Linked DNA regions of Macaca mulatta: region 2 is linked to region 1. Evidence: chromatin contacts called from public Hi-C data. All regions are on one chromosome and are shown on one strand. The core of a region is the stretch at or near the end of the contact, and the rest is flanking DNA. Distances in the headings are between cores, read along the strand shown. Region 1 holds the start of FGF11 (fibroblast growth factor 11). Region 2 holds the start of TP53 (tumor protein p53).

Region 1 (4,505 bases), core at 794-3,293:
AAGAGCTCGACCAGGAGGAACCGAGCCCAGGCGTGGAGGAGCGGGAGAACCGGGGCGGGCAGGGGCTGGGGGGGCGTGCTGCTGGAGCTGCAGAAACCCTTGGGGTGACCCAGGCATCTGGAAACCCCCAGGCCTCTCCGCTCCAGATTGAAAGAATCGCGAGAACCTGCACGTAGGCGGAGGACGATGGGGGTGGGGACTGCTGTGTTGGGAAGGGGGGACAAGCAGGAACTGCGAGGCTTTCGGGGATACAGACTTAGCCCCTCAAGCCTTCCCCTTGACCTCGAAAATAAGGAGACTCCGGGTTATGGACTAAAGAGAAGGGAAACTGAGGCACAGTCTGGCAGGGACTTTGTAGTCCTGGCCCACCCCCTTCCACTTTCGAGGAGCCCCTCAGCCGGGCCCTATCCTTCAGAGTCCCTGGCCTCAATCTCCCAGGCAGAGAAACCTCTGGCCGGGAGACCCCGCCCCAGCCGCACTCACCCGGGCCGCGGTCCGGCCGCGCGGGCCGCCCCCCGCACAGTCGCACCTTGGACAGCAGGATGAGGAGCTGCTTCTGGCAAAGGGACTTGGTGCCGCGGGGACACACCCGCCGCTGTGCCGACACCGGCCGGCTGCCCCCGGGCTCGCGGACCTCCCGCTTCTGCCGGATCAGGCTACTGGCCAGCGCCGCCATGGCGCCCCGGGAGGAGACACCCCCAAACCGGCCAGCGCCAGGAGCGCGCTGGGCTCCAGCCCGCTCACTAGGGCATGCTCTTGACGCTCAGGCCCCGACTCGCTGCCCCACCCACAGGACCTGAGGATAAGCCCCAGAACCCCCCACCCCACGTACACCCCTCCACAGCAGCCAGTTGCCACCCGTGGGCCCAGTGCTGGCTCCACCGGATCCAGCAGCCTATGTACTCCTCAGTGGATCCCACCCTCGAGTTTTGCCTCCTACTGAAAATGTCCCCTTTCCCTCCTCTCCAGTGTCTGTCCCCACTTCACCTATCCCAAAACCAAGACCCCCCAAATTTCCAAGACGTGGTTAAAATATCTCCAGGCACCTTTCCACTGTATTTGGGGGCACACTTCTACCAAATCCACTCTTGTAATCTACAGGGTGTGGGACTTTAGCTTTGGGGATATTCGCTCATCCCACCCCTACCGGGGCACTGCCAATGTCAGGAAGGAACCCAACCTTGGTGTTTTTTCCTTTGCTACACTCTAAATGGAGGGGATCCCCCACTTTTTTCACTGAAATCTCCCCAAAATATGTCTCAGAGTATCCAGGTTGCCCAGATTCAGTAAGACGGGGCTCCCAGACCCTCTGGCTGGATAACAGCTTTTTCACCAAGTCACCCCCATGTCTAGTAGCATAGAATTCTAGCGGCCAAGACCGTTTCTTCACCTTCACACCCTCCGCTCCTTTTGAAGTCACCTCCAAATCCACCCTTCCTAGTGGATACACCACGTAGTTGTCTGGAGGGCCTTCCACCACCTCAAAATGAGGAGCATCCGTGTTTGCTTTTTTTTTCTCCCCTGGCTGCCCCTTAAATTTTCTTGGGGACAGCTGGTGCTGTTTAGATCCCACGCCCTCCAATCTAACCAGCCCCCCGAGAGAGGAGTGCACCCACGTTGTCACCAGTCCCCAAATGTGAACAGGCCCCCCACAAGTCAGAGCGGATCACAGCTTCCTGCGACAGGGCTTCCTCGTCCTCCCCGGGATTGCCTATAGCACCCCCTCTTCCTTTCCCCGACGCCCCTCAACCTGTCCTGTCCTGTTGATCCGGCGACGGGTGGCGCTGGCTTCGGCTCCAGGCTCCTCCCTCCCTGTCCCCCGCAAACGGAGCTTCCCCCCACGCCCGGCTAGGCGTCCCGGACCCTGGGGAAGGAGTGAGGGTGTCTCTGCAGAGCTCCCCGGTCCGGCGAAGTCAGAGCACTGGGCCGGTGGCTGGACCAGGCAGAGCGGCGGCAGCGGCGGCAGCGGCAGCGGCTGTGGGAAGCTGAGGCGGCGGCGGCGGCGACAGCAGTTCCCCCTCCTCGGAGAGCCGGCCCGGGGGCGGGGCAGGGGGCGGAGACGCTGGGAAATAGGAGGGTGAAGCCGGGCAGGAGGAACCCCGGGGTTCCTTGGAGGTAGAGAGCGCGGACTGTGTCTTACAAGCAGGCAAAGCCGAGGCAAGGCCGCACGTCTCAGCCTTCAGAGAAGGAGGGACAAGAAGGCCTCCCGAACGCACCTCTGGATAGGAAGGAGAGGTTGGGCCCAAGGGAGATGGAATGGCGGACGCTGGGAGAATGGAAAGGGACCCTACTAGCCGGGATGTTAGCGAGGACAGAACAGCACGAGGAAAGTGGGGGAAGAACTGGAGAGATGGAGGAGGGGTAGTGGTGAGATCCAGCCTCGGGCGAAATCCGGCCTCCTTCATATCTCTGCCTTTGTGTGTGAGCCAAATTGATCAGACCCTGGTCTCCATAACTCCTTTCCGCGTTTGGTCAGCAAACATGTTTCTCCCATTTCTATTGACCCTTAAGAGAAATGACCAAAAGAACTGGGGACAGACGGTTTCTGGAAGCTGCCCCTGGGCGGAGTGCTGGCCACAGAAGTGTAGAGTAGCGAGGCTGGAATGGGGCAACTTGTGCCGGGGCAGGCGGGTGGTCCTAGAGGAGGAACCAACAGGGAGGCCTTCCAGAAGGGGGGCTTCAGGCCCAGGGCACACAGTCAGTCCCCCAGGCGAGGGGCGAGCTGTGCCCCCCACGTCTCGCTCGCCCACAGAGGCACTTTCCACTGGTAGGAACAGCATCTTTAATGGGCCCCGCCCCCCACGCCGGCCAAACCGCCCCCTTTGCGGGCCACCTTGGCCTCCTCCACCGCGGCACGGAGGGCCCGGGCAGGGTCCCCGCGGAGCCGGACCAATTCTCCGAGCAGCGCAGCGGAGCCGTCCCCGGTACGGAGCTCTCGGCCGTTCAGAAAATAGTGAGGCAAAGTCCCAGCCTCGAGCACTCGGCCCAGCTCGTCTAGCAGCCCGAGGCAGCAGGCGCCCGCATTTTCTGGCCGCGCCAGGTAGAGCGCGGGCAGCCGCTCGCACGCCCAGTACAGCAGCGTCCGCAGGAGGTAGGGCGCCGCTGCCCGGGTCCCGGCCACCAGCGGGCGCAGTAGCGCCTGGGCCGCCGCGTGCGCCTGTAGCAGCGGCGCTGGTATGCGCGCTTTGAGCGCCAGCTCCTGGCGGGCGAAACAGAGCTGCCAGGCGGAGGCGCACGGTCGCTCGGTGCCGCCACCGGGCACCAGGTAGAAGGAAGCTGACTCAGAGGCCAGAGGACCAGCCCATGAGTGGCTCCGAGCCCCCTCGGGCCAGCCGGCCACGGATACCACTGGGATCAGGTCGAAGAGCAGGAGGCGGCGAGGGGGATCAGGAGTAGCCAGAAGGACGGTGGTGAAACCCGCGTGGCGAGCTGCGTGCACCAGACGCGGAGCACCCGGGACAGGGATCAGAGACTCGGCGACGGCCGCCAGCGTAGCAAAGAACCAGGTAGCCACCTGGGAGGGACATAATGTGGGCCACGCTTCCCGAGCCTCCGACGGCTTTGGGACTGGGCTTTCGACGTCTGCCTTGGTGACGTCACTACTCAGTGTTTTCAAAGGCGCGCTAGAGCCAAGGTCGACGACGTCATACTGAGGCAACTCGGACGATGAAACGTCACTAGGTGATTTTTCCAAAGACACTGGCGCCTCGTGCTCAGTGACGTAGCTGTGCGGCTGGTCTACAGAGCTTTGCCAGTCCTTGGAACTTTCTTCGATCTCCGTTCGGTGGATCGAATCACGTGCTCCTGGGACTGGGGGTCCTAAGCAATCCTGCCACATCTCCCGGATAGGGGTTCCGCACACCAGCTCTGGGAGGCAGACCTGTGCGTAACAGGATTCCAGGTCCAGTTGCACTTCAGTGCCGTCCAGTGAAAACATGGGCACTAGGAGTGTGAAGCCGGCATCGTAGTGAGGTCCTCGGGCGTAGGGACCCAGGGGTGCATGCCCCAGATCCAGGGAGCCCTCGCGAATCCCACCACGAAGCAGCAAGAGCTCTGCCTGGGGAGGAAAGCGAGGGTCCCGGCGGTGAACTAGACCTAAAAAATGGAACGGATCGTGAGGGTGTCGCCCAAAGCCGGGGCGGGGGCGGGGGCGTAGTGAGGCTGAGAGCTGTGAGCTCCCAAAGGCAAGTAGGGTTACTTACCAAGCAAAGAGAAGACAAAGTCCTTGGCCCGGAGGAGATCGGCTCCGGGCTTGGGCCCGTCACTCCAGCTCTCCTGCACACCCAGCTCCTGGATCAGCTGCGTCAATTCCTGCAGCTGTGCCCCGGAGCAGAAGTCGATGTCCGTGAGCGGCCGAGCTGGGGCCGGGGGCGGCGGGCCCCACCAGGGGGCACTCCCCCAGACCGCGGAAGCCATGCGGTTCTATCGTTTCGGGCTAGGGAAAGCACGGAAGGGAGGTGGCCTAGACGGGCCTTTCCTTTGCTGCCAAAAAGTCGTCCCCGTTC
Region 2 (4,505 bases), core at 719-3,218, 260 kb before region 1:
CCCAGCTCTGGGGCATCCCTCTCCTAGATAACCGGACTGTTCTACGGTGAAAATCTTGGGGGTGGTCAGCTCCCTGCCCCGTTGTTATCCTTACCACTTACAGCCTTTCAAGAAGTTCTCAGGTTGGGTGCTAAACTCTGACCAGGAACCACTGAGAAATCGAGGCAGCTGGGAGAAGCTGTAGTTCCAAGCACTGAAAGGAAGATGGGGGACAACAAACCTGGGTCGCCAAGCAACGGAGGCAGGGGCCTAGAGAAGTGGTTCTGAGGACCAGAGGACAGGTCGACCTCACACTTCATCTCCCCAGACTCCACACTCCACTGCCATCACCACTTACGTGTCTCCCTCGTCCTCTGCAGCGGGTTCCCCAGAGGCATCTTCCATGGCTTCTTCAGACCCCAACTCTGGCCTGTTCGCTTCTTCTTCAGAAAGGCTCCCGTTTGCTTCTTCTGCAGGAAGTCTCGTATTTTCAGAAAGTTCTTGCTCCTCGATTTGAGGACTCAACTCACTAGGAGCACCAAACTCTGTTTCCAGGGGAGTGGAGAGAGAAACTGGGTCCCCCTCCCCTAGCTCCTGGGGCACAGCTGAGCCAGCCACAGGATCTGGGGACAACCGGGGCGGATCCTCCCTTTCGAGAGGCGGTGGCATCAGTTCAGGGTCCGCATTTTTATCCATCGGGGAAGCGTGGGGAGAAGGATGGGCCGGAGCTGGATCCTGGTCTGAGGGACAGCAGTCCGGAGCTAACGGTTGAGTCTCCAAAGTCTTCATACTGCAGAGGAAGCACAGCGGACATTAGCCTCAGCCAGGATGGCTTCGAAGTTCTCAGGGATCCGATGCAGAGCTAATGAAACCCACCTGTGCTTCCCTCCTCTTCTGGGAGGAGGTAGAAGACTCCCGGGAGGAGAGGCGAACAGCGGACGCCAATTTTGAAAGCACTGCGTTCCTTAGCACCGCAGGTCGCTACGAGCCTCTTGCTGTCGCGGGATTTGGGCCCACCTTCCGATTGGGCCGCTGCATCCCGGATCAGATTTCGCGGGCGACCCACGGAACCCGCGGAGCCGGGACGTGAAAGGTTATAAGGTTTCCCGTTCCCATCAAGCCCTAGGGCTTCTCGTGGCTGCTGGGAGTTGTAGTCTAAACTCTTCTATCTTGGGGAGAAGCGCCTGCGCTCCCCCTACCGAGTCCCGCGGTAATTCTTAAAGCACCTGCACCATCCCCCGCCGCCTGCAGAGGGCGCTGCAGGTCTTGCACCTCTTTTCATCTCGTTCTCCAGGCTCCAGACCTTTCTCTCTTCCTTCATTCAAAAAGTATTTATTATCGAGCTCTTACTTGCTACCCAGGACTGATATAGGCACTGAGGAATACAACAATAAATAAGATAGTAGAAAAATTCTATATCCTCATAAAGCTTACGTTTCCATGTACTGAAAGCAATTAACAAATATTTTCAGAGTGATAAGTATTGTGAAGATTAAACAAGATGGTGTGATACAAAGTATGTGGGAGAAAACGTTAGCGTGAGATATTAAGGAAAGCCTTCCTAAAAAATGACATTTTAGCTGTTGAAAAGAAAGGATCCAGCTGAGAGCAAACGCAAAAGCTTTCTTCCCTTCATATTTGACACAGCGCAGGATTCCTCCAAAATGGTTTCCACCAATTCTGCCCTCACAGCTCTGGCTTGTAGAATTTTCCACCCCAAAATGTTAGTATCTACGGCACCAGTTCGGCGAGAATCCTGACTCTCTCTGCACCCTCCTCCCCAATTCCATTTCCTTTGCTTCCTCCAGCGGGCGGATTACTTGCCCTTACTTGTCATGGCGACTGTCCAGCTTTGTGCCAGGAGCCTCGCAGGGGTTGATGGGATTGGGGTTTTCCCCTCCCATGTGCTCGACTGGCGCTAAAAGTTTTGAGCTTCTCAAAAGTCTAGAGCCACCATCCAGGCAGCAGGTAGCTGCGGGGCTCCGGGAACACTTGGCGTCCGGGCTGGGAGCGTGCTTTCCAAGACGGTGACACGCTTCCCTGAGGATTGGGTAAGCTCCTGACTGAACTTGATGAGTCCTCTCTGAGTCACGGGCTATCGGCTCCGTGTATTTTCAGCTCGGGAGAATCGCTGGGGCTGGGGGTGGGGCAGTGGGGACTTAGCGAGTTTGGGGGTGAGTGGGATGGAAGCTTGGCTAGAGGGATCAACATAGGAGTTGCATTGTTGGGAGACCTGGGTGTAGATGGTGGGGATGTTAGGACCATCCGAACTCAAAGTTGAACGCCTAGGCAGAGAAGTGGAGCTTTGGGGAACCTTGAGCCGGCCTAAAGGGTACTCCTTTGCCCATCTACCCGTTGCTAGGCGTAGGGAATCCCTGAAATAGAAGATGCACAAAGCATTGAGATCTGAGACTTTTGGATCTCGAAACATTGAGAACTCATGGCTGTATATTTTGGAGCCCATGGCATTCTAGTGAAACCTCGGGCTCCATTCCGAAATGATCATTTGGAGGTGATCCGGGGAGCCCAAGCTGCTAAGGTCCCACAACTTCCGGACCTTTGTCCTTCCTGCAGCGATCTTTCCAGCCAGCCCTTGGCTCCGCTAGATGGAGAAAATCCAATTGAAGGCTGTCAGTCGTGGAAGTGAGAAATGCTAAACGAGGGGTTTGCCCGCCAGGCCGAGGAGGACCATCTCAATCTGAGAGGGCCGGCAGCCCTGTTATTGTTTGGCTCCACATTTACATTTCTGCTTGTGGCAGCAGCATTTCCGGTTTCTTTTTGCCGGAGCAGCTCACTATTCACCCGATGAGAGGGGAGGAGAGAGAGAAAAAATGTCCTTTAGGCCGGTTCCTTTTACTTGCAGAGGGAGGCTGCTATTCTCCGCCCGCACTTTTTTTTTCTGGATTACTTGGTTATGGCCTTTGCAAAGGCAGGGGTATTTGTTTTGATGCAAACCTCAATCCCTCCCCTTCTTTGAATGGTGTGCCCCACCCCGCGGGTCGCCTGCAACCTAGGCGGACGCTACCATGGCGTGAGACAGGGAGGGAAAGAAGTGTGCAGAAGGCAAGCCCGGGGGGTATTTTCAAGAATGAGTACATCTCATCTTTCCGGAGGAAAAAAAAAAAGAATGGGTACGTCTGATAATCAAATTTTGAAAGAGTGCAATAATGGATCGTTTGATAATCTGTCGGAAAAACAATCTACCTGTTATCTGGCTTTGGGCTAGGCCATTCCAGTTCCAGACGCAGGCCGAACGTCGTGAAGCGGAAGGGGCGGGCCCGCAGGCGTCCGTGTGGTCCTCCGTGCAGCCCTCCGACCCGAGCCGGTTCTTCCCGGTAGGAGGCGGAACTCGAATTCATTTCTGCCGGTTACCCATCTCTTAGCTCGCTGTTGTTTCATTCCGCAGTTTCTCCCCATGCACCTGCCGCATACCGGGCACTTTGTGCCGTACATACGTCATCTTTTTCCTAAATCGAGGTGGCATTTACACACAGCGCAGTGCACAGACCAAGTGTACAGGAAGATGAGTTTTGGCCCTAACCACTGCGTGATGCCTACCAAGTCAGAGACCCATTTCATCGTCCCAGAAGCGTTTCATCGCCCCTCTTCCCAGTCGATTCCCGACCCCACCTTTATTTTGATCTCTATAACCATTTTGCCTGTTGGAGAACTTCATATAAAATGGAATCAGGCTGGGCGCGGTGGCTCACGCCTGCACTTTGGGAGGCTGAGGCAGGCGGATTACTTGAGGATAGGAGTTCCAGACCAGCCTGGCCAACATGGTGAAGCCCCGTCTCTACTAAAAAATACAAAAATTAACTGGGCGTGGTGGGCGCCTGTAATCCCAGCTATTCGGGAGGCTGAGGCAGGAGAATCGCTTGAACCCGGGAGGCAGAAGTTGCAGTAAGCCAAGATCGTGCCACTGCACTCCAGCCTGGGCGACAAGAACGAAACTCTGTCTCAAAAAAAAAAAAAAATCATACATTATGTGCTCCTTTTTGTCGGCTTCTGTCCTTCAATGTGCTGTCTGACATTCGTTCATGTAGTTGTATATATCAGTATTTTGCTCCTTTTCATTTAGTATAGCCCATCGATTGTATATCCGTTCTTTTGATGGCCTTTTGAGTTGTTTCCATTTGGGGTTATGAAATAAAGCTGCTATAAACATTCTTGTACAATTGTTTTTGTGATCATATGTTTTTGTGTTTCTTGGAGAAGTACTTAGGAGGGGAATTGCGAGTTTGGAAATAAAAAGTAGATGTATTTTGAACTTTATCAGAAGCTCTGAGTTTTCCAGAGCGGTTGTACCATTTTACACTCCAACTAGCAAGGTATGGGAGTTATTATGGTTGTGCCACAGCCTTCCGGACATTGGGTATTGTCAGTCTTTCTAATGTGGTATATCCTTGTGGTTGTAATTTACAGTTCTCTGTTGACTAAGGATGTTCAGCATTTTTTCATGTGCCTATTGGCCATTCGTATTTTGTTTGTAAAGTAGCTCTTCAAGTCTTGCCTGTTATTTTGGT

Evidence for each region. Hi-C and Micro-C count contacts between places; a contact is called where the count stands out from the background.
Region 2: a contact with region 1 is called in a Hi-C map of fetal cortex germinal zone, with 2.5 times the contacts expected there. The contact joins the promoter of TP53 here to the promoter of FGF11 in region 1. A contact is called at or near these places in 2 of 14 Hi-C or Micro-C datasets (fetal cortex germinal zone and liver).

What each region holds. Positions count from the first base shown.
Region 1 is chr16:8,921,818-8,926,322 of T2T-MMU8v2.0, reverse strand. It overlaps FGF11 (fibroblast growth factor 11), which reads right to left and starts at 2,043. Exons shown (of 5, transcript XM_001108934.5): 1 at 484-2,043. The coding sequence starts at 676. TMEM102 (transmembrane protein 102) reads right to left here. Exons shown (of 3, transcript XM_077970193.1): 2 at 4,203-4,435; 3 at 2,766-4,095. The coding sequence starts at 4,416. The coding sequence ends at 2,783.
Region 2 is chr16:9,177,111-9,181,615 of T2T-MMU8v2.0, reverse strand. TP53 (tumor protein p53) reads left to right here and starts at 1,968. Exons shown (of 11, transcript NM_001047151.2): 1 at 1,968-2,030. It overlaps WRAP53 (WD repeat containing antisense to TP53), which reads right to left and starts at 1,072. Exons shown (of 11, transcript NM_001260926.1): 1 at 856-1,072; 2 at 338-769; 3 at 95-193. The coding sequence starts at 768.